2 separate regions of the Arabidopsis thaliana genome follow, and region 2 is linked to region 1. The links are chromatin contacts, called in public HiChIP or PLAC-seq maps. All regions are on one chromosome and are shown on one strand. Each heading gives the region's core, a stretch centred on a gene start, on an enhancer-like site or on the middle of the called end of the contact. The rest is flanking DNA. Distances are from core to core; before and after follow the strand shown. Region 1 holds the start of ALDH6B2 (aldehyde dehydrogenase 6B2). Region 2 holds the start of AGL44 (AGAMOUS-like 44).

What was found. HiChIP or PLAC-seq counts read pairs in DNA pulled down with a chosen protein or histone mark.
Region 2: an H3K9ac HiChIP or PLAC-seq map of seedling shows a contact between it and region 1, with 3 times the contacts expected there. The contact joins the promoter of AGL44 here to the promoter of ALDH6B2 in region 1. A contact is called at or near these places in 13 of 26 Hi-C or Micro-C datasets (callus, cotyledon, leaf and 4 more), 2 of 2 datasets of contacts at active chromatin or transcription factors (seedling and shoot) and 1 of 3 other capture datasets (root).

The regions. Positions count from the first base shown.
Region 1 is chr2:5,979,959-5,983,720 of TAIR10.1, reverse strand. ALDH6B2 (aldehyde dehydrogenase 6B2) reads left to right here and starts at 1,822. Exons shown (of 19, transcript NM_126989.2): 1 at 1,822-2,059; 2 at 2,143-2,240; 3 at 2,315-2,386; 4 at 2,475-2,636; 5 at 2,705-2,783; 6 at 2,880-3,034; 7 at 3,141-3,204; 8 at 3,467-3,546; 9 at 3,740-3,762. The coding sequence starts at 1,822.
Region 2 is chr2:6,016,920-6,021,052 of TAIR10.1, reverse strand. It overlaps AGL44 (AGAMOUS-like 44), which reads right to left and starts at 2,495. Exons shown (of 9, transcript NM_126990.3): 1 at 2,415-2,495; 2 at 2,028-2,244. The coding sequence starts at 2,212.

The DNA.
Region 1 (3,762 bases), core at 573-3,072:
TTCCGATATTACACCACTTGTATTCATTGTTCGTTACACTTTGTGTTTATATATATAGTACATAATCTTTATTACAACAAACAATACAATTCTCTCTATTATTCTCTAAAACAATCTTCCTTTTCTCCAAAAAAATATTTCTTTTCTCCAAAACAATCTTCCTTTTCACCAAACAATCTTCTTTTTCTCCAAACATTTATCTTCATAGTTCATCAAACATGAGATCTTCTTCATCTTATAATCTTGACGATAAGTTTGATCAATTTTTCAATGAAACATTATAGAGATATGTTGATCGTCAACCAACCAAGTCAACAAAAATGAGCATATATTGCAAGAGATCGTGAACTAGGACACATCCAGTTGTAGAACGATTATTTCAAAGAAGATGCGACATTCCCTCCTCATATATTGTGACACCGATTTAGAATGAACAAGCCATTGTTTATACGTATTGTTGACGGACTCTCCAATGAAATTTCATGCTTTGAACAAAGAAGAGATGTTATCGGCAGGTTAGGTTTATCGGCACTACGAAGTGTACAACAACAATTCATATGATTGCATATGGTTGTTCAGTGGATGCGGTTGACGAATACCTACAGATTGTGAAAGCACTTCGATATCATGTATGATACATTTTGTTGAATGAATTATATATTTGTTTGGGAAAGAGTATCTAAGTAGACCTACACGACAAGATCTTAAACGACTACTCCGTATTGGAGAGGTACATGAATTTTTTGGGATGATAGGAAGCATCGATTGTATGCACTGGAAGTGGAAGAATTGCCCCACCTTTTGGAAAGGATAATATACACGTGTATCTGGCAAACCGGCAATAGTGTTAAAGGCTATTGCTTTCCAAGATCTTTGGATATGACATACTTTTTTTGGACCTCCAGATTTCTTAAATGATATATATACTTGATTGCTTACCAGTTTTTGATGATAAATTACAAGGTCGAGCTCCAAAAGTGAAATATATCGTCAACTGGACCTACTATCATTTGGTTTATTATCTCACTGATAGAATTTATCCTAAATGGGCTACATTTATCCAATCTATTTCAATTCCACAAGGTCACAAAGATTCTTTATTTGTTACAAATTAAGAAGCTTGTTGTCAAAATGGTTAACGTGCTTTGGGAGTTTTGCAAACTTGGTTTGTAATTGTCAATCCAGCTCTTATTTGGGATAAGAAAAAAATAGGAATGATCATGCGAGCATGCATAATACTTCCCAATATGATAGTAGAGGATGAACAAGATAAGTACATTCAGTTTGATGCAGCTGAATTCACACAACCAAAATCAACCAGCTCTTTACAAATGGATTTCAACTATTTTACAGATATGCTTTCAAATCTCGGCAATATTATGGCCGCTCGAGCCCGAGTTCGTGATCTGGCTATACATCCACAATTGAAAGCTAATTTGGTTAAGCATATATAACAAACATTTGGCGGGAATTAAGCTAACAATTAATCGTTATTCTGATTTTCGATTTTCGTATTTTATATATGCTTTTATGTCATGTATCTTTAAAATTGGTGTATTTGCAATAACTATTCAGTTTTATAAAATAAAATATTTATAATTTTTATTTTAATAATAATTTTTTTTTAAAAGCCCACTTTTTTCATTAGACAAAAAAAATTTAACAATCTATCCAAAACTCTTAAATTTGAATTTGATAAAATTTATAATTAAAAGATTTGGAAGAGCCCCATAAAAAGCTCTTGGACTTGCTTTTAGTTTTAAAATTGTTAAGGCTAAATATCTTTTTTTTTTTTGTCAACCATGTACATATATCTTGGTGATGGTGAGAGTCAAACAAAAGAATCTTGAATCTTATAGATCTAACGGTACATATCCACCCACGTGGCGAAATCCAACCACTTCATTCGCACCCGATCAACATCGAGTCAGCATTCACTCATCACTCAAATCCAAAACCAAAAGGAGACGCTTATACAAAGAAGCAGACGACAACACCAAACTCCGATCATCATCATCAACAACAACAACAACAACAACGATGCTGCTTCGAATTTCTGGTAAAAATCTCGATTCTCTTGTACTCGAATCAAAATCTGCAGACTTCGATACTATCGAAGCTAGTTTTTGTTACTGTTTTCAGGTAACAATCTGAGACCTTTGAGACCACAATTTCTCGCTCTTCGAAGCTCTTGGTTATCAACTTCGCCGGAGCAATCTACTCAACCACAAATGCCTCCGGTGAGTTCTTAGATCGATTTCGATGTGATTTTTATTCAAAAGTTTTGATTTTTCGATGTGGGTTCTGTTTTCAGAGAGTACCAAATCTTATTGGAGGTTCTTTTGTTGAGTCTCAATCATCTTCGTTTATCGATGTTATAAACCCTGTAAGCAAACTCTCTTATGAGTCCTATACTCTTGTTTGATTACTTAAAGGTTTGAACTTTGAAGTAAATTCTGATTTGCTATTATTAGGCTACACAAGAGGTTGTATCTAAAGTTCCATTGACTACTAATGAAGAGTTTAAAGCTGCGGTATCCGCTGCGAAGCAAGCGTTTCCGTTGTGGAGAAACACGCCGATTACTACCCGGCAGCGTGTTATGCTAAAGTTTCAAGAGCTTATACGCAAGAATATGGTAGCTACCTGGTTTAGTTTGCTATGATCTTGATATGTGCTTGGCTGAAAGTTTTGATTTTTCTGTAGGATAAACTTGCTATGAACATCACAACCGAGCAAGGGAAGACTTTAAAGGATTCACATGGTGATATCTTCCGTGGGTTAGGTTAGTATTTTATTTATGTATTGTAGGTTTGATTATATGATTGACAAGAAGAGGAGAACCTTAGTGCTTATTTTTGGTACATGGTTTCTTACGCAGAGGTTGTGGAGCATGCGTGTGGAATGGCAACCTTACAGATGGGTGAATATCTCCCCAATGTGTCGAACGGAGTTGATACATATAGTATTAGAGAGCCATTAGGTGTTTGTGCTGGCATTTGTCCTTTTAACTTTCCAGCCATGATTCCTTTATGGGTAACATGCTAAGCCCTTTTTTATATGGCTTCATTATGTATATCGTTAATTCTTTGTGATTCTCTTATGTGAATTCTGCGTATTTATTATGTGTTTGTTAGTGCAGATGTTTCCTGTTGCAGTGACATGTGGTAATACCTTTATTCTGAAGCCATCAGAGAAGGATCCCGGTAAAATACCCTTATTCCTTCGAACTATTCCAGTTACTAATAGACACTTCTGTGGTGTTTAATTGATGTATGGGAAGTTCAAGATGTCTTGACTTTCAGATCATGTTGTAACATATCGTTGATGCCAGTGTAGTGAACATGCATTTTACTACCACCGCCAATGTGATGAGCGAAATGTATTGTTGATTGACTGTTTTCCACTATAGCTATAGAGGTCCCTTCTATTGATTGGTTGATTATTGATATTACTTGCTTTCTCCAGGTGCTTCTGTAATACTTGCCGAGTTGGCAATGGAAGCTGGTTTACCTGATGGGGTTCTCAATATCGTTCACGGAACCAATGTAGGTTATGTTTAAACTTTCTGCTCTTTCTAAATTTCTTATTTGTTAGCATTTGAATTGTTAAAGTAAGGATCCCGTCGAGAGATATTATGGTGAATATTCTAGTTTGCAATTAGAGTAACCTAGTTTGTAAAGATTCCGCACTATTACCTTCACTTTCTTTGTTGTCACTGAAAATGCATCTGTTGCACAGGATACTGTGAATGCTATCTGTGA
Region 2 (4,133 bases), core at 1,246-3,745, 37 kb before region 1:
TGTCGTTTGAATTATTTTTTAAAATTTGTGAATTTTGATATCAATTATATAAGATAGATACAAGTTTTACAATGCCAATTCCAGTATATGCATGAAGTTTGTCTACCTATATCGTTTGAGCACCTACAAGGCTACAACAATAGTTCGAACATATATAGAAATATCGTAATATTACTAACAAAAAAAGTAAGTACGGATGTAAAAGCAACGTATGACATGAAAGATGCAAGTGTTTTAAGAAAATAACATGTTATTTTGTATATTTCAGACACAAGCCAAAATACATCAAACTTACTTACAATTCTACCACCATATATATATCGTAAATAAGTCTCCGCATATATAGCCATTTACAAAATTCATTCTATTTTAGACTTACTAAAATATTTCGATATTTTTGTAAGTACCTGCACGGAAGTCTACACATAAGAGAAACTAAGTGTACAAACACCACACACACACACACACACAAGAAGGTATTAACTTAAGAGAAAGAAGTGGACAATCTATTCTTTTTTGTCCGTACACGTTCACGGTTTGTACCGACGACATTGTGGGTGATTAGAACAAATTTCATTATCTAGATTGGGAATCCATGCTCCAGCATCTTCCCTCTTACTCGTTTTATTGATCGATAAATCAACCCACAATAGGTTAGTTTCGCTTCGCTCCTTGACCTTCTCCAAAAGGTGGTTTCGAGCAAAAGGAATTCTTTCATTCCTTTCTTATTATCTTAGATTTCACACAAACATTTTGACTACTAATTTTATATTTAAATGATGAATGAAGTATGATCATCAAAACAAAAGAATGAAAAAACTACATACATTTAATTCAATTCATTTACCTTCCAAAATATTAGAGACATATATATTTCTTATAAATTGTTGTTAAATATTTAGATTTCAGATGAATGTTTTTCTCCTGTTTTTTATTTACTGTAAAAGTAGATGAATCTTTCATTTTAGCATATATATGTCTCTAATATTTTTGAAATATATATACAAATTGAATATATATATAAGAAAGCTATGAGGGAAATAAATATAATGAAAGAATAATATCAGGGACATAAAATATAGTGATGAATGAAATATATATATCTTACAGATTTTTGAAGTATAAATATTAGAGACATATATATTTTTTAGACAGAAATTTCAGGGAAATGCGCATGAATGTCTTTTCTTTAATTATGTACTTACATTACATACTTAGCTTATACAAAATTGGAAAATGTATTTTTTTAAACACTTGTTAAAACACAGAATCAAATGCTTTTTGTTCTATATTATATGAAAGAAAACCACAAACTAATCTTTTCAAGTTCAAATTTTATCAAATAGCACATGGTCACATATATGTGACATATTACGAATTCAAATCAATTATAATAAAAGGTGAAAATGTAGATAGAGTAAAATACAAACAATTCTAATCAATATAGTCTGTATACATCACATAGTGAAGAAGTAGAAATAATTTTTTTGATCTGTATATAGTACTGGTTCATGTTCTTTCTATAATTGAACACTTAGCAAGGCATAAATCAGTAACCATTTATCTTGATGCACTTGCAACAAACATAGATACACGTGCATATACTTATCGAAAGCTATGAGGGAAATAAAATAATTTGAAGTTAAGAATGTTCAAATCATAATTTGCTATGCAAGTCTTACATGGATATATCGTCTGTATTCAAATCAATGTGTGTAAGATAAACTAAAGCCTATCTAAAGATATATAATAATTTAAGTTTGATTTGAAAAAACGAAGGAGAAACAAACATCAAAAATCATCGTTCAAAATAGCTAAACATGTGCTATAACCCTATCGAGAAACTAATACTTAGACAAAAAAAAAAAGAGAGAGAGACAAAAAGTGTGTAACGATGAGACATTATCATTAGTGACAATTGTATATACACACACATGTCTTGGGATCAAGAGAACTGAGGAATCTAACAGGCAAGACAAATGCAAAATTACTTCATTGACTTGTACTAAGGAAGTAAAGAAGCTAACCTTGAATTGCTTGCGTAGTCGTAGAGCTTTCCGGTGCTAGAGAATATGATAACACCAACTTCTGCATCACAAAGGATCGATAACTCTTTAGCTTTCTTAAGCAAACCACTCCTTCTCTTGGAGAAAGTCACTTGTCTACTTGTAGAGTTATCGATCCTTCGTATAACTATCTTCCCTCTCCCCATCTCTCTCCCCAAAAGACTAACACCAAAACCAACTGCATCAAAGTTTATCAAGAATAAGTAAGCACATCGTAAATGTCAAAATGATCAAATCTAGATAATCTTCCTGATTCAAACTTGACTTAGATTTGTCCTCTTTCATAGATTTCTCCTAGTTTCTTGGATTGAATTTATATACATATGTGTTCGTGAAGATTTGACTTACTTGATCAGGGTTTGCAATAAATGGAAAGAAGAAGGCAGAGGAAGAGGAGAAGCTTCTTTTTTTTTTTCCTTCTCAAAAGATATCTTCTGTGGTTTCTGTTTGTGGTATATATGGCAAGAGAGCGGATTCAGAACAAAACCACTGCTGGTTTTATTACAAAAGAGTAGTTTCAATAAAGCCCCACTTGCGTGAGTATAGTAAACATTTATACTCGCTCTCTTATGCGCAAGTCTGATTGAGTCAAACATTTGACTTCGTAAATTGCTAAAATCACGACAAGAAAAGCGAGTACAGTCGAATTATAGACACGAGCGCGTGAGATTTAAATATCCTCGGACTATCAGGTGTACCCAACCACGAATCGTGGGGCGTTAATACAAGGTGGTATTGAAACAATCAATAGATGACTGACACGTGGATAAGTTAGAGATGCTTTTGTAAAGTCCGAGGGGTAATTTAGTAATTGCAAACAATAGTATCTTTCTGTAATTGACAAATGGTTTTGGCTTTTGGCAGAGCTGGTGCTGTACTTGTACTGTTGTCCGATGATATCTCTTCCACTTATTATTTTATTGTTTTTTTGTGTGGTATCATCTTTTCTGGTTTTGATATTTTTGAGGTTTAAAAAGTCGGACATGCGTATATTTTTTCGAATAATATATGTAATAATCTATATTATCTTTAACTCTAATCCTTGGTCATTGAGTAAAACTTTTTTTAATAAATCTGGCCAATAAATGACTAATGAAAGAGAATATGTAAGTTCTTATTGCATCCGTTTAGAAATTTGGAAGTTTCTATACAATCGAGGATACCATTTTAGTGTGATTTTATTTTACATATATATATTACATGTTGAGTATATATTTTTTAAATTCCTTATTGTTTTTTAATTTTTATATTTTTTCTGTCAATGTAAAATTTTATATATTAATTTCATGAATGTGACACTACTCATGAATCGTTTTACAACCTTGTTCTTTAATCTAGTTGGTATTGGATTCTCCATTCATATTTTAATTTTTCTTGATCTTGAATGAATTTTTATTTCACTTATTACATTGAGTATGTATAAATATTTCTACATCATTGTCATGAATATGTTTACTACTCATAAATGATTTAACTATAACAACTTTGTTCTTAGATAATTTATAAGTATGATTATTTGTTAAATTTAAAGGTCCAAAATGCCAAAAAAAAAAACAAAAAAAAAGCTTAAGATAACAAAAGGTAATTCGGATCGAATATGGTTCGATTTATCTATTGAATTTTTTAACGGTCGAGTAGTCCATCCATTATATTTATTTAGGGATCTAAAGGATGACACTATTTTGACAGTTCAAACAACAGTTGGGTATTTGAAACCCATTGGTAACCAGGATAGGATCTTTATGCTAGAATTAAAGAAATAATTTAGATTGCGTGGATGTGAGACTCAGTGACTTATATCACATGTCATCACTAGGACATGTGAAGGTCATTGTATTGGATGTATGAGCAAAATCTAAAACCAGTTCAAAAATTGACTCTCTGTAACGACATTTGTTTTATTACTGAGGCTGGAAAGAATTCATGATAAGGTCTAATAATTTTCTAGTTGTTAAATTTTCCTTGAGTTTAGTGATCTCTTGGATATAAACTTTAAATATATTGGATACAAAAACTAAGTAAAATTTAATGTAATGAGAGACTGAGAGTATCAGTATGGGCCTAACT